Regions from separate parts of the Mus musculus genome. Here region 1 is linked to region 2. A link is a contact called in public Hi-C data. All regions are on one chromosome and are shown on one strand. The core of a region is the stretch at or near the end of the contact, and the rest is flanking DNA. Distances in the headings are between cores, read along the strand shown. Region 1 has its middle 84 kb from the start of Gm12002. Region 2 overlaps Grb10 (growth factor receptor bound protein 10).

What was found. A called contact is a pair of places that touch in the nucleus more often than the background predicts.
Region 1: a Hi-C map of muscle stem cells shows a contact between it and region 2, with 3 times the contacts expected there. The contact joins two enhancer-like sites. A contact is called at or near these places in 1 of 15 datasets of contacts at CTCF or cohesin (the NIH/3T3 cell line), 3 of 484 Hi-C or Micro-C datasets (liver, muscle stem cells and myocytes) and 1 of 9 other capture datasets (adipose tissue).

The regions. Positions count from the first base shown.
Region 1 is chr11:12,228,890-12,232,871 of GRCm38.p6, forward strand. No RefSeq gene overlaps it. Among named protein-coding and RNA genes, the nearest start is that of Gm12002, 84 kb to the right of the region's middle. Within about 2 kb of position 2,677, at least 97 of the 459 cell types and tissues checked have an H3K27ac peak or open chromatin away from gene starts, as enhancers often do. A contact at or near this core is called in muscle stem cells, where this site is marked.
Region 2 is chr11:11,930,035-11,933,920 of GRCm38.p6, forward strand. Grb10 (growth factor receptor bound protein 10) reads right to left here. Exons shown (of 17, transcript NM_010345.4): 17 at 465-3,575. The coding sequence ends at 3,429. Among named protein-coding and RNA genes, the nearest start is that of Ddc, 34 kb to the left of the region's middle. Within about 2 kb of position 2,602, at least 38 of the 459 cell types and tissues checked have an H3K27ac peak or open chromatin away from gene starts, as enhancers often do. A contact at or near this core is called in muscle stem cells, where this site is marked.

The DNA of each region.
Region 1 (3,982 bases), core at 1,427-3,926, 300 kb after region 2:
CAAAATAGAGTTCGCCATAATGATCAAGTTACAGCATTGTACAGCACATCAGGGTGACTGCTGCTTACAATTTATTGTACATTTTATAAAGAATCAGAAGACAGGATTTGAAGGTGTCTAACATAAAGCAATGCTGATTCACCTACCTTGATCATTTTACACTATATTTATGCAATGAATGTGTGCTACAAATATCTATGATTAAAAGAAGAAAAGGAGCCTGGGTATAGTGTGGCACATTCCTTTAGCACCAATATTTGGGAAACAGAGGCAGATGCATGTCTGTGAGTTTGAAGGCAGCATGGTCTACATTATGACCTGCAGGTCAGTAGGGCCATTGTGTCTAAGAAAACAAAACAGAGCCATGAGTTGGGGCAAGTGTTTGGAGCCCTGGCTGCTCAGGAGACTGAAGCAGATCACTTGAGACTGGGAGTGCAAGTGAGTGTAACAACCAGCCAGATCCCGTCTCAAAAATAGTAATAATTTTAAGTGACAAAAGGTTTTGAAGGAATTGTACACAGCAACCGTTCTTGCCGATTATTCACATGATAAAATCACTCCTTGCTTAATAAAGAAAAGCTGGACCAAACGGAGAAAAGAAAATGAACCTTTCGGGCATGCTGCCATGCTGTCCACCACAGGGGACAGTCTGGGACGGCTATGTCTGGAAGAGAGATGGCCTTCTTCCCTGTGTCTGGCAGAGAGCCCATCAAGGAAGCACTGCCACATCCCGTAGGGGCTCACACCCGCAGCCAGGCTTGCTGCCTGTTGGTCCCTGAGGATTCTGTAAGTGACAGGGGACCAGACACAGACTCACAGCCAGCACACTTGGCCCTCACTCAGTAAGGTTGCTGCTTGTGCCCTCAGAGGTAAACCTTGCCCTTTATCTCATCTGTAAGTGAGCAGGCAGACTGGCCAGGACTGCTTTGCATTTCCCACAATGCTCTGTCTTGTGGCTGAGTTTCTGCTTGGGAATAAAGCTGAGCGAGCAAGCACACGTGAAGAGAGCTGGATGCTCCGACTCTCTCCCTGCTCAGCCTCACCCCAGGCCTTGTAGTCCTAGGATGTTGCTAGCAGCTTCCCAGCCTAAGGTTACAGCCATAAGCACCAGGCAAGCAGAGTCAGTATCTCCATAGCCAGAAGCCCCTTGTAGGGAGGCCCAGGCCTGGTGGGGCCTAGAAAGCCTCCTCTCAAGTCATGCTTCACCCCTTTCCTTGGGCACTCTTCAGGTCTCAATTTCAGATGCTCAGGAATGTTCGTTTGTACTAGGGTCTGTATCGTACCTGTCTTTCCTAGTTCTCAGGCAAGGTATGCAAGAAGTGATGTCCTTATTGCTCAGATGCATCAAAAAAATGCAGAGACCAGATCATCCCAGGGCCTAGCAGTCCTGATGGATGATGCTTGGATACGAGGAGGTTTTAGTGAGGGACCAAGGTCCCCAGGAGATTTCTTTTTTTTTTTTTCTTTCCATTTTTTATTAGGTATTTAGCTCATTTACATTTCCAATGCTATACCAAAAGTCCCCCATACCCACCCACCCCCACTCCCCTACCCGCCCACTCCCCCTTTTTGGCCCTGGCGTTCCCCTGTTCTGGGGCATATAAAGTTTGTGTGTCCAATGGGCCTCTCTTTCCAGTGATGGCCGACTAGGCCATCTTTTGATACATATGCAGCTAGAGTCAAGAGCTCCGGGGTACTGGTTAGTTCATAATGTTGATCCACCTATAGGGTTGCAGATCCCTTTAGCTCCTTGGGTACTTTCTCTAGCTCCTCCATTGGGAGCCCTGTGATCCATCCATTAGCTGACTGTGGGCATCCACTTCTGTGTTTGCTAGGCCCCGGCATAGTCTCACAAGAGACAGCTACATCTGGGTCCTTTCGATAAAATCTTGCTAGTGTATGCAATGGTGTCAGCGTTTGGATGCTGATTATGGGGTGGATCCCTGCCCCAGGAGATTTCTGGTTCAGGGATCCTGAATCTGCCTACCCTTCTCAGACCAGCTATAATTCAGGCTGAAATATGCACTGCTCAGGCACAGCCTTGGTTCTAACCAATGAGAAACAGTTTTTTCCTCCTGGGACTAGAGTACTTCCTGGGGTATAATGGACAAGAGGAGAGTCAGATTTGGGCCTTAGAGTAAGCTCAAGTGTCATTTTATGTCCCTGAGCCTCCACTGGTAGAAGGAGGGAACTGATGAGACCAAGACTTGGCTATTTGATAGATTCAGGAAGCCCCTGTGGACTCCACATGGCTGAATCATGGCAATGCTTAAGCGGCCCCTAGTTACTTGTCCTACTAAGTTACTTACTCCTGATTGTATAACGAAGGAGAAAAGAGCAAAGCAAATGAAGGCAGAGGAGAATGGTGGGCTCTGGCAGCTGACCCCTTAGCTCCTGTGTGGTCAAAGATGTCATAGGGCCTTGGTAGCTCCTCAGATCCACCTGACAGAAGGCGGCTTAAAAAGCCCACTGTTGCTATCACTCAGAAAATGTTGCTGCTTTGTCCAATATCCATGATGTCACTCAGGAAGATCTGGAATGGTAAATGTCGTGGTGCCATCGGAGGAGGACTTCAGCTCTCTGAAATAGAATCATGACTTAAGGGCATACTGCAATCTGCTTTCCAGGCTGAGCCTTTCTTACTCATGTGTGACTCACCCCTGACTCCCAGTGGCTTCAGCATTCACACAGCCTTAGTCTGAGTGGCTCCTAGCCATCTTGTTCTAAGCCCCACCTCAGCCAACTCCTTATCCCCGGTGCCAGTGGCTCTCTGCCCAACCTGGGGCTTGGCCAGCTGTACCCTTGAGTTGGAAACCTTCCAAAGAGCCCATTCTTCGTCCCTTCCCTGGCCACTGCCATCCCTGCAGCCTGGAGTCTCTCCAAGGACTCTGAGCTGCCTTGCAGGAACACTGCAGTCTCCCTCTCTTGGGCATTTGCCCACGAGCCATTGGCCAAGCAAGTCTTCAGGAGTTTTGTACTTAGAATTTGCTGCCAGTCTCGTTGGGGCAGACTCTGCCCATGGCATCAGTCCTGTGTTCTCAGGCTTGACGCTCCCACATGAATGAGGCCCAGAGAGTTCCGGGTCACAAACACCAATAGACTCCATTGAGAAATGAGCATGGTAACAAGAAGCACCACATTCCACAGAGGACTAAGTGGCTATAAGTGGCTTTTCTTGGGAGGTGGCTGGGTTTTGGAGGATCAATAGATGTTCTAATAAAGCACAGTAGAATGAACCCACATGGTATTTTCAGAGAAATGAAAGCTGCTCAAGCTTTCGAGTGCACAGAAGCAGAGGAGCAGCAGCCAATCTGAAAGGCTACAGCTCAGTGGAGGGGGCACTAGCCAGACCTACGCCAAGGCCAGCTCAACTCCAGTCAGAGTCAGGGTATGAAGGTGGTGACAGGGCCCACACTGTTGCTTTCAAAGACCTGGTGAGGCTGGGTTCGGAGACAAGGTGGAGAGCAATGAGTGGTCCTATCCTTGATTGACAGCCCACTTCCTCCTGTCTCATGAATCTCAAGCCTCCGCAACCGGAGGAAGGGTCTCAGATGCAAGCCCCAAAATCACAGTGCATTGCTTTCTTCAGAGGAGTATGCCAGGCAGTGTGAGGCAAGCTGCTGCCACCTGCACTCACTCGGCGCACACCCCAGTTGGGCTCATGGCCAAACCACTCATGAGCAGGTGCCAGCATAGTTAATCGCTTCTTGATCTTTCCGCTTTGAACACATTTGTATTTCTAGTGGAACACAGGAGTGGGTGGCAGCACTTAGCCCTAGGAATGTCTTTGCAATGGAACAGAGCCCTGGTGCAGAACCTCAAATCTGAAAATCTGAGTCTCCCGCAGACAGAACCCTGAGCAGCCCAGGCTCCCCTAGCCCTCTGGCTATCCCCTGCTCCTTTCACCTGGAAAAAAGCCTCTCTCTTGATGCTCACTTGAGGGGCTTCTACCCTGACCACCCACGAAGAAGAACCTCCAATC
Region 2 (3,886 bases), core at 1,352-3,851:
TTTCTTTCTTTCTTTCTTTCTTTCTTTCTTTCTTTCTTTCTTTCTTTCTTTCTTTCTTTCTTTCTTTCTTTCTTCCTTCCTTCCTTCCTTCCTTCCTTCCTTCCTTTCTTTCTCCAAGACAGATTTCTACTCAAAGTCAGAGATCTGCCTGCCTCTGCCACCTGAGTGCTGGGGTTAAAAGCATGTGCCACCACTACCCGGTTGTAACACATATCTTTATCTTGTGTTGCAAGCATTTTACCATCTGAGCCATCTCTCTCCAGCCCAGGCCTGTGATTCTTGGCCAAGGTTGTCTTGGCATAACTGAACTGGCTCCACACCTTGTCTAATTTCCACAGGTACTGGGGATCTGAAATCTGTTTCTCCTGTGCTCGCAGCAGGCAGGCACTCCTACCCTCTGAACTTACCCGCCCCAAGCCCAGTTTATAGATATCGGCGCAAGCATTAAAAAAAAAACACGACAGGACACCAAGAACGCTTTATTAATGTTTATTTCTAATAACAAGAAACAGAACATCAGTCCCTTATTTGTACAAAAATACCTGAAAGTTTACAATTAGGTTCACGAGCCAAAGAGCTATATAGCACAAGGTGAAGCAAAGCACGCGGGATAAAGGTTTTGTCTATTAGTTAACACCCTCTGCATTCCCTGAAAACGGTTACATGTCAGGTCATTTTACCGGTCACTGCAGTTTGCACTATGACATCACAAATCTACGATGAGCTAGAAGCGCCCTCGGAGGCACAGCGATCGAACAGGCTGTCAGGTATTTAAGTGCAGAAAGGGGAAGACAAAACATCTAAGCTGAGGCACATATTTCTTCAAAGTTTAAGCAAACAATAAAAGAAAAAAGAAAACACGTTTGGAAACTCTTAACACCTAATAATAGAACAGAGTCTACCTATTAAAACCCTAAAAACCCAAAGCATTTGGCAGTTTCCTTCTCAACTTAGTCCAGGTGGTTACACGGAGTCGTCATTTAGAAAAGAAAATCACAGGCAGAGATTACAAAGTCAAACAGGCTCCAAAACAACCCTGAGCTGTCCCCTTTACATTCATGTCAATTAAATACAAAAATAAAAGTCAATTGTCCTTCAGTCTCTGATTAGGGGGGCTGGGAACCCGCTAACCTAGGGACCAGCTGTTTCAGGTGGAATTCCCAGCTGCCTGTGCAAAGGGCTGGCGATCTCGGGGCCACTGAAGTCTGCTACACTCAAGGTGGGTGGGTTGCAGCCTTCAACAATTCACTTCGGCAAGGGAAGTACAAAGTTCTACGTCAAACCAGCTACGTACGAAATTGTGAACCAGAGTCAAGCCTATACTTCCTCTTAAATAAAATGCATACTTATAAATATGAGATCCACATCCTAGTTGTCTACTGTTGAGACGAAAGAGAAATGGATTCTGCACTGTGGGGACCGGTCTGTGTAAACTGGAAAAAGAAACCCTAGGGTTGTTTGTTGTCTGTAAAAGTTCTGACCTTAAGTCAGCAAAAAGAAATGAGCACGGTAAAACTGAAATGTCTGTTATCTGTCTGTAAGGGGAAGATCAGTGGGAGCCTGCTGCCAGGTATGAACTTGAGAATTCTCTCATTGTCAACTTAACGATTAACTAGTTTCGAAAGAAAGAGAAATGCATTTGAGCACTTATGCATAAAAAATGGTTAACTAAAAAAAAGTCAAAAAAGATTAAAATGAAAAAAAAGGAAAAAAATTCTTCATTTGTTGTAATAACATCTCGTGGAAACACGGTTGCATGGTCTGTGAACTACAGTGTTTCTCTACTGTGGGCCAGCTTGCCACTGGCCTGCTTTACAAAGCGCTGTCATATCTATCTTCCACTATGCTGTCAACCATGGCAAATCAGAAGTGGCTCCCTGGGGAGCACTTCAATGAGTCGGGACAGGCAATCTAGTGGCTAACTCAGGTATGTAGCAGACTTTCTGGGTGGTATCAAGAAAGGGAAATGTGTTCACCACCGTTGTTGTCTGTGTGTTTCTCAAGGCAATCCTGTCTGCTACTCTCATGCCTGATAAATCATCAAGGGGACAACAGAGGGTCCTTCATGGAGCTCAGGGGACCCAATGATAACTCCGGCCACCTTCTGACTCCTCTCTCTCTCTGACTCCTCTCTCTCGGAGGAGGCAAACATCATGCTCCTAAAATCTGTCCAATGTTCACATCCATTGTGAGGTACTTCTCACCCTAAGCCAGCAGAGGCAAAGCCTCTGCATACCCTGCTCCTGCTGGCTTAGGGGGTTTTCAGTAGGGTGCAGAGGCCATCAAGCTTTCAAAGACTCAAAGCCAGCTTATGCTTGTGCCTCTGCAGCGTTTCCTTCTCTTTATCACCATAGATGCTCAGAGTGACAGAGCACAAGGCCAACAAGTTGGCGTTTTTTTCTCTTTCGATCCTTTAACCCCACCCCTACCCCACCCCTGTGGGAGAAGTGAAATGACTGAGGGTACTGCAGAGGGTAAAGGCAGCGATTATTCTACAACAGTGGGCGGCTGTGAAAATGGGAGGCACAGGGCACCCCAGATGGACTGTGTGGCATCCACAATGAATAGCAATGTGTTCCAAGAAGGCTGGCTGACATCAGTCTGAAGCTGAGGTCATGCAGCTGTGCTGTGCTGGGGAACAGTGAGTTTTCCAAAGTAATGAGGTCTCCAGCACCGTGGAGAACGAGACACACTAATAATACATGACCAGACGTCAGCACAACAACAACGATGACCAGACTGTGGCAGCTTGACTGCGTCCACAAAACATGCTAGGTGTCAACTGCGGTTGTCACCTTTTATCTTATTATTTTATTTAAAAAAAAAAAAAAAGCTTTTCAAGTATAATGGGAAGGACTGGAGCCAAACCCACACTGCCGCAACCTGCAGAGAGCAGGATGTTATCTAGAAAACTTGGGGGACCCATTTGTAGGCTAAAGCCTGCCAATTCAAAAATTCTTTGTCTGATCTGAGTTGCAAAGCCACATCCTCTCCTACCATAGGCTGAGTACAACATCGACAACGAAGAAGGAGTGCAAAAAAGTGATCAATACAAAAAGTAAACATCGCGGTTTGAATTGTCAAGGTTATTCCAGGGCAAGAGTTCATTTCCAATCATTTTTCTGCGGTTTTCACCCTACGTGGCCTAATCAAAATCGTCATTCCAGTTTCTTCCCACACTTGCACTGGATCTCTTCCCTCCCCCAATTTTAAATGGCTGACGCAGAGGGAGGTGGTCCTGTTTGATCCACAGCGGCAAATCTTTGTGAAGTCCAATAACTAATTGATGTAGGTCGGTTGGTACCGATCAAAAAGCCATGTTGTTCTGAGTCCTTGGGTGGGAGTAGGTGTGTGTTCTCACCCTCATGCAGATCTCTCTTCTCCGTTCCAGTGTCGCTGCCTCCAGCCTCTGTGAGTGGGCAAGGAGGTCATAAGGCCACGCGGATGCAGTGGTGTTTCAGCTTGCAGGGCAGAACACCTTTGTTGAGCTGGTAGAAGTCGACCAGCTGGATCAGATCGGAGAACTTGGTGTTCCCATCATCCAGAGTGAAGAAGGTCTGCCCATCATCCTCGCACTGTGGGGACACAGAAAACATTTGCCATGTTAGACAGTGTGACCTTGGGGGACAACCTGTGGCCCTGCAGGCAGGGAGAGTCAGACTATATCGGCCAGTCTCATAATTTCCATGCTTTTAAAAAGGAAAGCAAAGGGGATGAGAAAGGTGTTCTCTAATGGCACAGTGGAATGGACCAAGGGTAGAACTGTTTCGTGATCCAATGACCAAGTAGGCAGAAGAACATAAGCTCCCCTTGGGAGCCACTTAGCCATCAGCAAGTTCCTTTTAGAATTCTGAGAATTCTGAGCAGCCACGAGACATATCTACTC